Regions from separate parts of the Macaca mulatta genome. Here region 1 is linked to region 2. The links are chromatin contacts, called in public Hi-C maps. All regions are on one chromosome and are shown on one strand. Each heading gives the region's core, a stretch centred on a gene start, on an enhancer-like site or on the middle of the called end of the contact. The rest is flanking DNA. Distances are from core to core; before and after follow the strand shown. Region 1 overlaps DYNC1I1 (dynein cytoplasmic 1 intermediate chain 1). Region 2 holds the start of DLX5 (distal-less homeobox 5).

What was found. A called contact is a pair of places that touch in the nucleus more often than the background predicts.
Region 1: a contact with region 2 is called in a Hi-C map of fetal cortex germinal zone, with 6 times the contacts expected there. The contact joins the enhancer-like site here to the promoter of DLX5 in region 2. A contact is called at or near these places in 4 of 14 Hi-C or Micro-C datasets (cortical neurons, fetal cortex germinal zone, fetal cortical plate and 1 more).

What each region holds. Positions count from the first base shown.
Region 1 is chr3:123,301,132-123,307,066 of T2T-MMU8v2.0, reverse strand. It overlaps DYNC1I1 (dynein cytoplasmic 1 intermediate chain 1), which reads left to right. Exons shown (of 17, transcript NM_001261582.1): 15 at 1,657-1,797. Among named protein-coding and RNA genes, the nearest start is that of SLC25A13, 250 kb to the right of the region's middle. Within about 2 kb of position 1,671, at least 12 of the 40 cell types and tissues checked have an H3K27ac peak or open chromatin away from gene starts, as enhancers often do. A contact at or near this core is called in fetal cortex germinal zone and fetal cortical plate, where this site is marked.
Region 2 is chr3:122,348,384-122,354,987 of T2T-MMU8v2.0, reverse strand. DLX5 (distal-less homeobox 5) reads right to left here and starts at 4,144. Exons shown (of 3, transcript XM_001090332.5): 1 at 3,582-4,144; 2 at 1,538-1,722; 3 at 1-415. The coding sequence starts at 3,936. The coding sequence ends at 86.

The DNA of each region.
Region 1 (5,935 bases), core at 422-2,921, 950 kb before region 2:
AAACTATAAAGCTAATATCCAGTTGACCATTTTGTTATCTCAATGTCATATAATTCTTTTCAAATCACACCCTCCATGAGATACTTTTTGAATTAAAAATAAGACACATCTCACTGTATCCACATAGTGGGCTATCTAAAACACTCTGTGTTGCTTTAATGTATTAAAAGTTTGTTCAGTTCTAAGCGGTGATTTTTAAATGTCAAAGAAATACAATTCATGGAAAAAGGACTCACAGTTACTACATTAAATTTTTGTGTGATATTTAGATTACAGAAGTTTTATTGTTTTCACACTGCTTTTTCTCACTTTCATTTCAGCAGATGTATTTTGTGCATTTTATATTAACTAACAGTTCACTTGGAGAGATCACTCTAATATTTGGAGCCGATTCCCTACAGATACATTCTTTAAACCTACTGTGCAGAAAGGATTTGATTGTTCATATTGTATGTTATCTTTTCTTGATCTTATTACTCTGGCCTGTACAGGCATTCAGTGGAACCCATGAAGAGAGTACAGACAGCTGACTGGATGAAGAAGACATTGGGGAAAAAAACTCCCATTGTTTAGATTTCTGTCAGAGGATATAAGAATACTTAATTTCTTTTATCTCTAGGGCTTTCATTATCATTTAAATTTCATTTTACATTAATTGATCAGGGATTAGTAAAGCCATTATGCAGAAATTAGAATAAGACAAGCCAGATGGAATGAATAATTCATGAAGTCCAATTACGTTTTATTTCTGGTGTACTTTCAAACTTGCCTCTGACTTCTGTGCTATTTTGATGTGACAATATTCACTGGAAATCAAGAGTGCCATTTTAATTTATTGTATCCCTCTGGAGTGGAAGCATTTGTATGCACTAGGGGTTTGTTAACGCATTTCCACTCACACACCCCCAACACCCAAAAGTCAATTTTCGGGATTTTGAAAACACTGGGTGATCTAGGAATATGGTTCATTTTGTACAGAGGTTCAGGGGCACTTCAATGAGACACACCAGTTCAACTGATTGGGGTGAGCTGACCCTATGCAGAGAGACTAAAGGCGTAGGATCACGAAATGATTACCTCCTGGAAAAGCACTAATCCTCTTTAAAATATTTGTATGCCTTCCTCGCTGCAAAAGAACCCTTAAAATGTGAATTTGGCCTGGAGTTGGACTGGAGGTAGCAGCAGCTGTTGCAGCTACAGATGAGGACCACGAGGTGGCAGGGGTTGCCTTCAATGAAAGGGTTCGGGGCGGTCGGGACCGCCGGGGCTTCAGAACATCCCAGCGGGTCCAAGCCGGGCCGACCACGGTTGGGTTTAGGCTCAGAGCATCTCGCAAAGCGTTGCCGGGAGAGAATTCCGAACTAATGGGCAGTCCCGTCCACCTGTCTGGAATGCCTCATACGACTGTGTCTGAAACCGCCTCCCCACCCCCGGTCCCAGCCCCCAGCCCCTTCAAAGGCCCCCTCTCCCCCCGGTATTTATTTATGCCACTGGACAGTTCTAGTCACATTAAAGCTCCGGTTCACCTTCTCGAGGACTTTCATCTCGGGAAGTTTTATGACACTTTGTGAATGTGCAAAGTTTTTAATTAGGCTCTCTAGACAGCCCGAGGCAGCAGCAGCGCCACAAAGTCTTCACGGTCTCTCTGCTTTACAGCACAACAAGCCGCTCTACTCCTTTGAAGACAATGCAGACTATGTGTACGATGTCATGTGGTCCCCCGTGCATCCCGCGCTCTTTGCCTGCGTGGACGGGATGGGGCGCTTGGACCTCTGGAACCTCAACAATGACACCGAGGTGAGCGGCGGCTAAGGCGCCCGGGCCGGAGGGCTGGGAGGGGGGCGCAGTCGGCCACTCGCAGTCTCTCCCTCTTTCTCTACAACGGCCTTTTTTGGACAGACCTTCCAATTGCAGCAGGGCTGCCGGCCCCCCATTCTTGACTACCCTGAAGGGAATTGGCAGACGCATTGGACAAAAATCACTTAATCTCCCTTCATCCCTAAACGGTGGCTGCTCCTGGACAATTAACCACCCTTTTTGCAAAGAGCAAAACGTTATGCGTTCACACCTTTTCCCTATGGGACAGGACACACAGGCATTTGTCAGAGCCGTGTTGAAATAACTTTACTGGCAAACACTTGGAAAAGAAGCTTTTGTGGACGTTGATTTTTAGATTAGGCTTTTAAAAGGGGCTATTTGTCAGTGTTTGCTACTTGCACCATTTCTATTTTGAATCCATAAAAGACGATTCTGTTGACTATTTTTTGTTTAGATCTTTCATCCATTTGATTTGTACCAAGGTAAATATTCCTTGTCTAAGATATCAAACTCAGAGGCAGACTTTTACAACAGCCTCTAACTTTGAACATGAATATCAAACTCAGTATTTTTTTTAAAAGAGAGTTTAACATGTCACATTTACAGTAAGTGAAAGTACCCATTTATTTTAAAAAGCAGCCAATAATGCTGTTTTTAAATTATGCTATAAAATTGTATGTTTTAAAAACTATGCCACATGCATTGTTCCTTTTTGCCAGTCTTGCAAAAATATTGAGTTGCTAATTCAGCTACTTGGATGTTTTGGGTTTTTTTTTTTTTTTAACATAAATATTATTGTCCTTCAACTTTATAAAATAAAATGGTCCCTGCATCACTTCTTGGTTTCTGACTCAAGAAAGCTCTCTATAAATAAGAATGGACAGGTAAGAGGAACAAGTGCTGCAAACTATATGTCAAGTGGAGAACAACAGAAAGGTCTTTTGAAGTGTTTTGAGCAGGAAACAGCTCAGCCTTTTTAATTAGGAAGCCCACAGCTGGAGGATCTGAGGAGGAGCATACTTCCCTCCTATTTTTTTTTTTTTTTTTTTTTTGCATATGTGTGGGAGGGGGCAGGGAAATATTCTTCAGGTGTTATTATTGACTCATTGTATCTTCAAGGGTATATACACCTATAATCGCTGCCAAGTAGTTATCTTTTAAAACTCTTTCAATTTGAGTCTGTTTTTCCTTTTAGCTACAAGAACTCTGTAACAAGAAAGAGTTATGTAATGAAGCATCTTTGAAAATAACCAAAAGGCATGAGTACGTGAAATGCCCCATCATTTGGATATTGAAATGTTTATAACATTATTGTTTTTATTAGAAAGATGTTATTACCTTATATTGTAAGGGTTTCCCAGAGTCTTCATCACTGTTTATTAAAATCATATTGCTTCTATTTGCTAGGAGAAATTCATTCATTTAAAGCAACCAAAAAAAAAAAAAAAACACAACATTTTCCTGATTGACTTAGAAGACCGCTGTCTTAGAAATCCAGCTTAGTTGAGATAATGTTTAGGTGATACCCAACTACAATGCATATGAAGGGAGTGAGTGTTCTAGAAACTCCTTAATAATTCCTATGTAACTATTTTTCTTTAAAATTTTTTTTTTTAGGTAAAATGAAAGTAATGTCTCAACATTGATAAACGTAATTTTTTTCCCTTCTCTCTCTAGATATCAAGAGACAACCACCTAAGAGTTTTATAGCTAAACATTTTTTAAAAATCATTATTGGTCATGCAAACTGTTTAGTTTTGTGGTAAACATAATTCTGCTTTCACAATAATAGTAGAGTTACATTGAGTCCAGCTCAAATCCAGTAATTAACCGAACACTTTTTAAAACCTTCAAATCATTTTTGCCTTCTGGCAAGTTGAACAAGATTTTTCAAATATTTGTCAGATTAAAAACTAGATTTGTTTTAAAAATTTGAATTATAGTACAGCAGTATGTTTTGTTGTTGTTGTTCATATTATTACATTTTTGGACCAAGTTATTCCATCTGTTCCTATGCAAGGGTAGTTCATATTTCCCACCTCGGTATTTCTGATTTCTACTGCTTAATATAATAATTTATGATATGTAAATCTTGTCTTTGCAATTAAAATGATTGAGCCAGGAAAACTGTGGAAATATTTGTGAAACAAAGTACAGAATAAGAGACAGACAGAACATATGAATTGTTTTTTATTATTCATCAACTTTGGAAAGGTCATTACTGATCAGATTAATGCAAATATATTTTGTCATTTTCTTCATGCATTTATGAATTTTCTAGCACATAATACAGGCTGTGATCATTATTTTCTATCATTTATAATATCTATGAAAAGAAACTATTTTTAAATGTTTAAAATACTATTTCAGTTTGTTATAGTAGTTATATTCCAAATAAATAAAATTCTTGAAAATGTATTAGGCATTATTTTAAATGTGTTACAATGTCAGTTTATTTTCAGGGTTTTTTTTTTGTTATATTCATATTAAGATTAAACATTTTATTCTATTTTTAAGATTGTTCATAGATTACCTAATTCTATTCAATATCAGATTGTTCATGGAATTAGGTAGTAGAATTAAGTAAGAATCCTGTATGAACCTTCTAAATTGTGGTATTAAAAATTAACTTTGAAGAGTCTACAGTTGAATCACAGATTTGTTTTCTGGGCAGCACAGTAATAATAAAATGTATTGACAGAATTATGATCCATCTAAATTCACATTGTTTCAGCCTTTGAAAGATTTGGTTAAAAATTCAGACTCTAGCTTGCACAGCAGGTACTTTTATTATAGAAATTGTGTATTTTTAAAAAATAAATGAGCCGGGAACTTTTGGGTTTTTTTTTGTTGTTGTTCACAATTGACATACAGTGATTTAAGCAGGTGAAAGAATTTTTATTGATTTCAAGATTAAGTTTAAACATAGATTCTTACATATGATGGAGTTTTTATTGCTATTTTAAAGATAGGTATTGGGTCAATAATTTTGTATAAACAGATGGTTTCAATTCCCTGAATAACAGAATGCCAGTGGTACTAAGCCACAGTACATGTTGTATTTCCATTCTAATGTGACATGTTTATTAGACACAGGTCTTGAACAGTGGCATGAGATGATCTTAGTGGCCCCCTTTTCACCATATTTTTTCTTTTTGTTTTAATATTTACCTTTTCCTTTCTTAATGGCATGTTGTCATTTCCTATTCAACATTCTTATAAAAGGCTCAAGAGATCTGAACTTTATGTCAATTATAAACTTCTAACCTTGAAGACAAGCTTTTACACAACAGATAATGGAAGAGAGGTAGACACACTAAAAAGTCTTTCCAAATACTGAGGTTCTTGGAACAAATACTACAGGTTCCATTGCAGCACCTCCAGTTCACTTTAATTATTATTACTGTGATAATTATCAATGCTTTTAGATTTGAAGTGTTTATTAAAGGAGATTTAAGGCATTTTCTATGAGTGGGTGGCTGTATTCTATCACGATGTCGCCCTGGAGATAGTGCCAAAGTTGTGGATTGCTTATTACACTTCGGTACTGCCAGAGGGAGGAAGACAGATTTAACAAAAGAGAGAGAAAGGGAGAGAGAGAGAGAGAATTTGAGTTTTTTGAAATTTTTTTTTACCTTTATGTTTTCCTTTCTTCTTCTGATCATCTCCTCCCTGATGAGGTTTTGAGGGATCAATACATATGTTTACATTTTCCTCGAAGACTCACATTAATATGACTTTTATTCCACCACACACCCCCTTTCTGCCTTTTTAGTATCCTTATTTTGGTAAATCCTGAGATCTCTCTCTCTCCATCTGTCCATAAACTATGACCCGATGGGGAAGGATCCCATTTAGCTCCTGTATTTTTTGTTGGATGTACACTTGTCATAATCCAAAGAAATATTCATGCCACTTACTGCCCGGTGACTATGTAAAAAGACTCTCCCTCCTTTTCTTTTTTTGTTAAAATGTCTCTTCTCTCTACCCCTTAATTCAGTGGAGCATATGATTTAAGAACAATGAGCCCTTTTTCCCCCAGCACAAGGGATGAATATTACTTCATGCACATGAAGGCAGTTGGTGACTCATCCAGTTAAAAGTATTATTGCAAATT
Region 2 (6,604 bases), core at 2,895-5,394:
CCCCATATGAATTCCTTTCTTTATGATTTTCTAGAAGAGCAAAACACAGTAGTCCCAAAAAAGAGAGTAAGAGAGAGCAGCCCATCTAATAGAGTGTCCCGGAGGCCAGCGCCAGCGGGTGCTGTATGGAGCCAGGTGGCGGCAGGTGGGAACTGATTGAGCTGGCTGCACTTGTGTACCAGGATGCAGAGTTCTCCAGGTAGCTGGACGCTGGGGACTGGTTGGAGGTCGGAGGGTGGGCATGAGGGTGGTGGCTGAGCGAGCGGGACGAGCCCTGGGGCTCCCACACCGCTGGAGACTGCGGCGAGTTACACGCCATTGGGTCGCTGGAGCTGGGACTGTGCTCCGGGGGCATCTCCCCGTTTTTCATGATCTTCTTGATCTTGGATCTTTTGTTCTGAAACCAGATTTTCACCTGAGTTGGGGAACAAAGGCACACGTTACCGGGACACTCAGAGGTCGCCCGCGCCTTCCCCGGGGCGACGACTGGAGGCATCTTCGGGCCCCTGGGCGGCCCAGCCCTGCCTGGCGTCTCCCCGCCGCTTGCGGCCTATGGCCAAGAAGCTATGCCTGAGGCAAACCATGGAGCTCTGGCCACAGAGGGCGCCCTGGCCGGCTCGGTGCGCCCCGGCCCAGTGAGACCACGACCCCAAGGCTTGTCTTTTGTTTGGGCTGGGGGGGTGGGTGGCGCGAGCGCGGCGGCTGTGCGCCCGAGTGTCCGCGGCGGCGGCGTGACTCGTGTAAGCCTGCGCAAGACGCGCGGAACGCGGCGAAGGTCTCCAAAACAATCGCGGGAGCCCGGCGGGGAAGGGGCGTGGGGCGGGGTACGCGCGCCTGTGGTGAGGAAAAGGAGCGAGCTCCCAACCTCCCGTCCTACTCCCTTCACTCCCTCTGCAGCTCAGAGAGGCCAGAATCTGACTGCAGTTCTTGGTGGCGACTCGAACGTTCTTTATGCTTCCGTAGGCCCCAGCTGGGTTGGAGGAGTAAAGGGAATGGGACAATCCAGGAAGACTTCCCCCCGTACAATAGCGCCCCCCACCTCGCGACCCTCAGGCGGCCGTGGCCTGAAGCTCCCATAGGCTCAGGGCACGGTCCTTCAGTTTCTCCGCTCCAGGCGACGTTCTCAGCCTTTTCTTAGCCTGAGACCACTGCGAGGACACCAAGCCCTGCTCACCCCGAGGAGGCATTACATTGTTAAGAAAACCAGATAGCTTCTCAAGGTTGCAAAGCCGCTCTAAAAATAACCCTCCGCTTGCTTTCAACCCCAGAAATTGACCCCCGAGCTCCGGAGGCCCGATGCGGGGTGGGGGCGGCGGCCGCGGTTAAGTGGGAGGTATCTCCAGACCGCTGATGAATCCCATCCCCACCGTCTCAAGGCCTGGCTCGCGGAGGGAAAAGCATAGGGGCTGGTGTCTTTGTGTCTGTTAGTTTCTCACGGGTACTTTTGAAACCGCTCCAGTCCCATCGAGACTGAACCGTGCGACCCAAGCAGACCTGCAGCTCAGGCAGGTCTAGTGCATGGCAGCGGCGTATTTACCTGTGTTTGTGTCAATCCCAGCGAGGCGGCCAGCTCGGCGCGTTCTGGCAAGGCGAGGTACTGAGTCTTCTGAAACCTTCTCTGTAACGCGGCCAGCTGAAAGCTGGAATAAATAGTCCTGGGTTTACGAACTTTCTTTGGTTTGCCATTCACCATTCTCACCTCGGGCTCGGCCACTTCTTTCTCTAAATAATCAAAACAGACTCAGTTAAAGCTTGTCACCAAACAATGCCCTTTTTGCGGAAGGGCCTCAAATAGAGTCCTAGAGTTTCTTACCACGCAGTCTTCACTCTTTGCTCGTATCACCATCACCTTTGCTTTTCAAGACCGCGATAAATATGCTCCTCCCCCAAATATGGAAAAGCGCGGTAGCCTCTGATTAATTCCTACTCTGTTCATTCAGATAGTTTGTGTACAGCGTTTCCTACAACACAGCTTTCTCCTTGGCATCTGGGATTCAGCTCTTGCGGTGGTTCCTCCTTCTCCCGGACTTGTTTTTACGCCCACCCTATGCTCCCCCGCGTTTCCGAGACAAAAACACCAGCCCCTCCCGGGGCTTCAAGGAGGCAGCCCTGGGCCGTGACCCCGCTTCTGTCGGCGTCTGTTCGGGCGCCCGCAGAAGCCAGACGCTTGGGCAGGGAAGACGCTAACTGAGGTCTCCAAAGTTCAAATACCCACAAGCAAACTATGCTCCTTCACTTCAGCAGCAAGCGGTCGGGGCCGCAGCAGACAGAGGGCCGATTATGCAGCCCCCATAATCTCACTGCAGATCTGCGAGGGCACAGATGTGTCTGGTTTCTTTTACAAATAGACTTAATATGTTCTTGGTAAAAACACACACACACACACACACAAAACTTCCACTTATGCACGAAATACAGAAAGAGTGAAAGAAACGAAGACGCCTCAACCCGGGGCTCTCTTTTAAAGTTCAGCAAGAGTCACACATTGAGAAGGAACCGGTGGGGTGTTTTTGTAGGAAAGGGGCGGCAGGTCAGGACGAGATTCTCACTGTCATGAGTATGGGTTTGGGCGGGAGAGGGAGGGATTGCCAAACTCGTGTTGTACAAACGTGCCCTGGGGCTACAACTCCCCTTCCTCAAAAGTACCACCCCTCTGGAACTGGCGGAGAACCTCTCCAGGGTGTGTGTGCGTGTGTGTGTGTGTCAAGTTCCAGGGAGAAGTGTGGAGAATGAGGGCTGTGGTTTCAATTCTGCCAGACTAGGGGATGCTAATATTAGCAGGATTATTACTGTGCTGGTGGGAAGAGATCAAACCTTACCAGTAAAACCTATCCGCCGAGCCTCATGCCTCTCTCTTACCGCCCAAGCTCACTAACCCTCTTAAACTTTCTAAGTTTCAAAGTGGACGAAAAAGGAGGAGGGAAAGACACATTTTGGGTGCCTATGGAGAGAGAAAAAAAAATGTCCTACAACGTGACCCCTCAGCAACCTTCCTCCACCTTTAAATGGCTTTTTGTTTTTGGAAATGCCTGGATAAACCGCAAAGCTCTCGGCGCGCTCTTCTCTGGCTGGCTACAACTCCTTAACCCCCCACCCCCACCCAGCGTGCTCAGGGCACCCGCACCGTGCTAGCTTGTGGCGGCTCTCAAACTAATCCTGACTGAGTCTTTGAGGCAGCCTTCTACTCCCACTCGCACCAACCCAGCACGCTTACCAAAATTCCCAACAACTAACCTCCTCTTTATTACGCAAACGCCAGGGGCTGCTTGATTCTTTCTTCTCTCCACCCCTATCCCCTTTCCAGCCTAGCCGGCTTCCTGGCCGGGCAAGCTGGGAATTCAGCGAATGAAGGGCCGGAGGGGAGAGACGCTAGTTCGAACCTCCACAGGGCTCTCCTGCTAAGAATCCCTAAAATGCTGGCCGGAGAAACTCTCTTTGTCGGAGGGTCTGAGTCCTACTCCCTTCTGCCGGGTGCGCCCCCACTGCAGTGAACCGCTGTGACCCCCAATCTACCACCCCATCTCGCGCCCCCAGCGTCCTAGTCCCCCTGTATCTGCCCAGCCTGTCCCCTGTCCATGTACCTGGCTGGTTGGTGGCGCTTGGGATGCGGTTGTAGGCGCCGCCGTACTGGTGGTAGGAGCTGGCGTAGCTATAGTCGGCATAAGCTTTGGCTGGGTAGCTCCCGGCGGAGCCGTTCACGCCGTGATACTGATACTGGTAGGGGTTGAGCGCTTTGCCATAGGAAGCCGAGGTAGGAGAGCAGTAGCCGTGCGGGGCTCCCCCCGTAGGACTGTAGTAGTCAGAATCGGTAGCTGACGACTCGGGCAAAGTTGGCGATTCCTGAGAAGGATGGTGCATAGCTGCGGACGTCTGGAACGGAGCTTGGAAGTCGCCGGATCGGATGCTGGGGACCCTTCTGTCAAACACTCCTGTCATCGCTCACGGGCGGCGGCAGCGGCTGTGCTTGCTGTTGTGGCGGCGGCGGCTGCCCGAGTTGGCTGTGGGGCTGCTCTGGTCTAAGCAGACATGGCTGTGGGAGCGAGGGAGGAGGAGGAAGAGGAGGAGGAGAGAAGGAGGAGGCGGCGGCCGCGGCGAGGAGGAGGCTGGGAGTCTTGGAGTCTCTGTCTCCGGCCGGCTGACTGCTGGCTGAGGCGCAGCACTGCCTTGGTTAAATCCTTAATTGCGCGCTTACGCACAGCGGGGTGGATCTGGTTCTATTGGCCAGGGCCTCGGGAGCAGCAGTAACACCCTAACTCGTCCAACTAGTTTTAGCACAACAAAGCATTGCTTAAAAAGGGAGTGGGGGGTACGGAGGGGGTGTGTGTGTTTGTGTGTGTGTGCGCCCGCGCCCTTGTGTGTGTTTTTGCTTGTTGTGGAGTGGGGAGGGGTCTCAGTCAATCTGTTTTTAGTAAATTCCAAAGACATCGCAGAAGCCCCAGCACAAGGCTCTGTGATGTCTGGGGACAATGTGTTCCAATCAGAAGCCTCAAAAGTGCACATGTTTTGGGAATGAGGTGGGCGACCATCTTTCCTTGCTCCCCACTACCCCGCCCCCGTGGGCTGCACCAAAGGCCAGTGTAGAATTAAGTACTGATACTGAAATAGGGAGTCAAGGTGCAGGGAGTGTGTGTGGGGGGGGATGTAGAATGGAGGCAAGAAAGAAGGGAAACAGCATTTTTTTTAAGAGGCGTGTTCGCAAGCAAGTTGTAACTTACATGTTTTGAAAATTTGCTCTTTGGGGAAAGAGGCAACTTCCTTTGCAGGAGATGAGTGTGTCCCGGACGCGGGCTGGATAGGAATGCCCAAGAATGCACAATGTCCATTAAGTCGGTGAATGGCAGAGAGAGTTCCTGCAGCCCAAAGTCCTTAACATGATTTTTAAAAATTACTGTCTTAAAGAAATATAACTTAAAGAAGCCCAAATCCTCGTTGCTGGTTTGCAAGAAGAGCCAAATAGCTCCACTTCTGTTTAATATTTTCATCTATTTTCAAGCCATTGGAATAAAGAGTCTTTAACTATGTTCAGTGGCCAAAAACTCCTGCAAAGGTGAATGGATCCATGTATAACCTGCCATGCCTCCAGGAAAGAATGGGAAAGTCTCAGAAGTGGGGAAGGAGACAAGGATCAAAGCCTTTGCAAAGTCAGATGATGCTCATTGATTTCCCCCTCCTGGCTCCATGGATGTGGCACTCGAGGCCCAGTCTCTCCATTCCCCAGACCCGGATTTCTGTACCCTCTCCCCTTTATTTCCTGCTGCAAAGACATCCTACTTAGCTCCTGTGCAAGGGAGAAAAGGATTCAAGAATCATTCAGTTGGTACACGAGGTCTAAACTTTGCTCTTCAGGAAGGTGCTATCCTTGTTCTAGTCGTGATCCAGCTGGGAGTTTAGAAATTCAACATAAAAGTCTCTCCCAATCCCCGTTGTTACTCCCCTCAAATAGGCAACTCCGGGGAGTGGATCCTGATTTGGGGCCTTCCTGTATCTTCCTTTACGGGGTCCAAGACCGGCAACCTGGGAGTTCCACTGGATATCTAGGGTTATCTGGCCTCCCCTCCGTTTTCCCTCCTACCGAAGAAGAAAGCGTCTGTGTTAGTTGTGTCTAGTATTAGTTTAGCCTTACTTGGGGTGTGGAGCCACTCGGCCCAAAACAGGCCGACAGGTAGAGGTAGGGTGTCTGGAACTCGGAGCAAGATACAGCCCCGCTCAGGAACTCCAAAGCAGAGCTGCCGCGCGTGCACCAGCTCCCTGCCTTTGCGGTCTGGACTGCACACACACACAAAACGCAGCTATTGTCGCAGTTCCTTTTGGGGGAAACTTCAGTGCCGGGAGACTGGCGCCCAGCAGCATTCTCTTTCTCCCCCTGGCCCAAGTCACGAGCTTTTGGGCCTGGGCTGCCCCGGGCTTCTCTGAGGTGGACTTTAGAGTAAACAGAACCGCAACTGCCAGTCAGCCGTGACTCGGCGCTGTCGATTACCGACAGGCTGTTAACCGTCTGGATGTAGGCTGTGAGGAGCTAAAGAACAGCAGGGAAACATGGGGCTGCGGTCCTGGGCTCTGCTCTGCAGAAGTTATCGGTGCCAATCGAATCATCTGACACACACCCTGCCATTATTTACAGGAATCGCTTCCCCAGATCAATGCCAAGGACAGTTCAAAGCATCTCCCGGCAAAGACAAGTGGGCAGGGAGCCAGGCCTCCCTTCCTCCGGTCCCCTATCTTTGACACTTTTGGTTAAATAGAGATTTGAGTTACCACATGGTTATACTGAACAGGGTGTTCCTAGCAATGCCCTTACACCTTGCTGAGATGGCAGATTCTAACCAGGATGGGATTGGAAGCTGCAGAATTGGGGCAAAATTTAGAAGTTCGGGATCCGATTGAAAATAATGTTACAATATCAAATTAGTTCTAGACCTTGCTAAATTTTACCCCCCCCCCAAAACCCCGCGGTCAAAATGGGCATTCTTTCCCATATTTCATAAAAGACAAAAAGGAGTGGGGCGAGAGGGAAGAATTTTTCTTTGTTTCGGTTCCTAAAGCGTTGGCTCTCACGCAGACTTGAGCCATTCTTCTTCTGGGTGAGACCAAATCTGGATGTGTC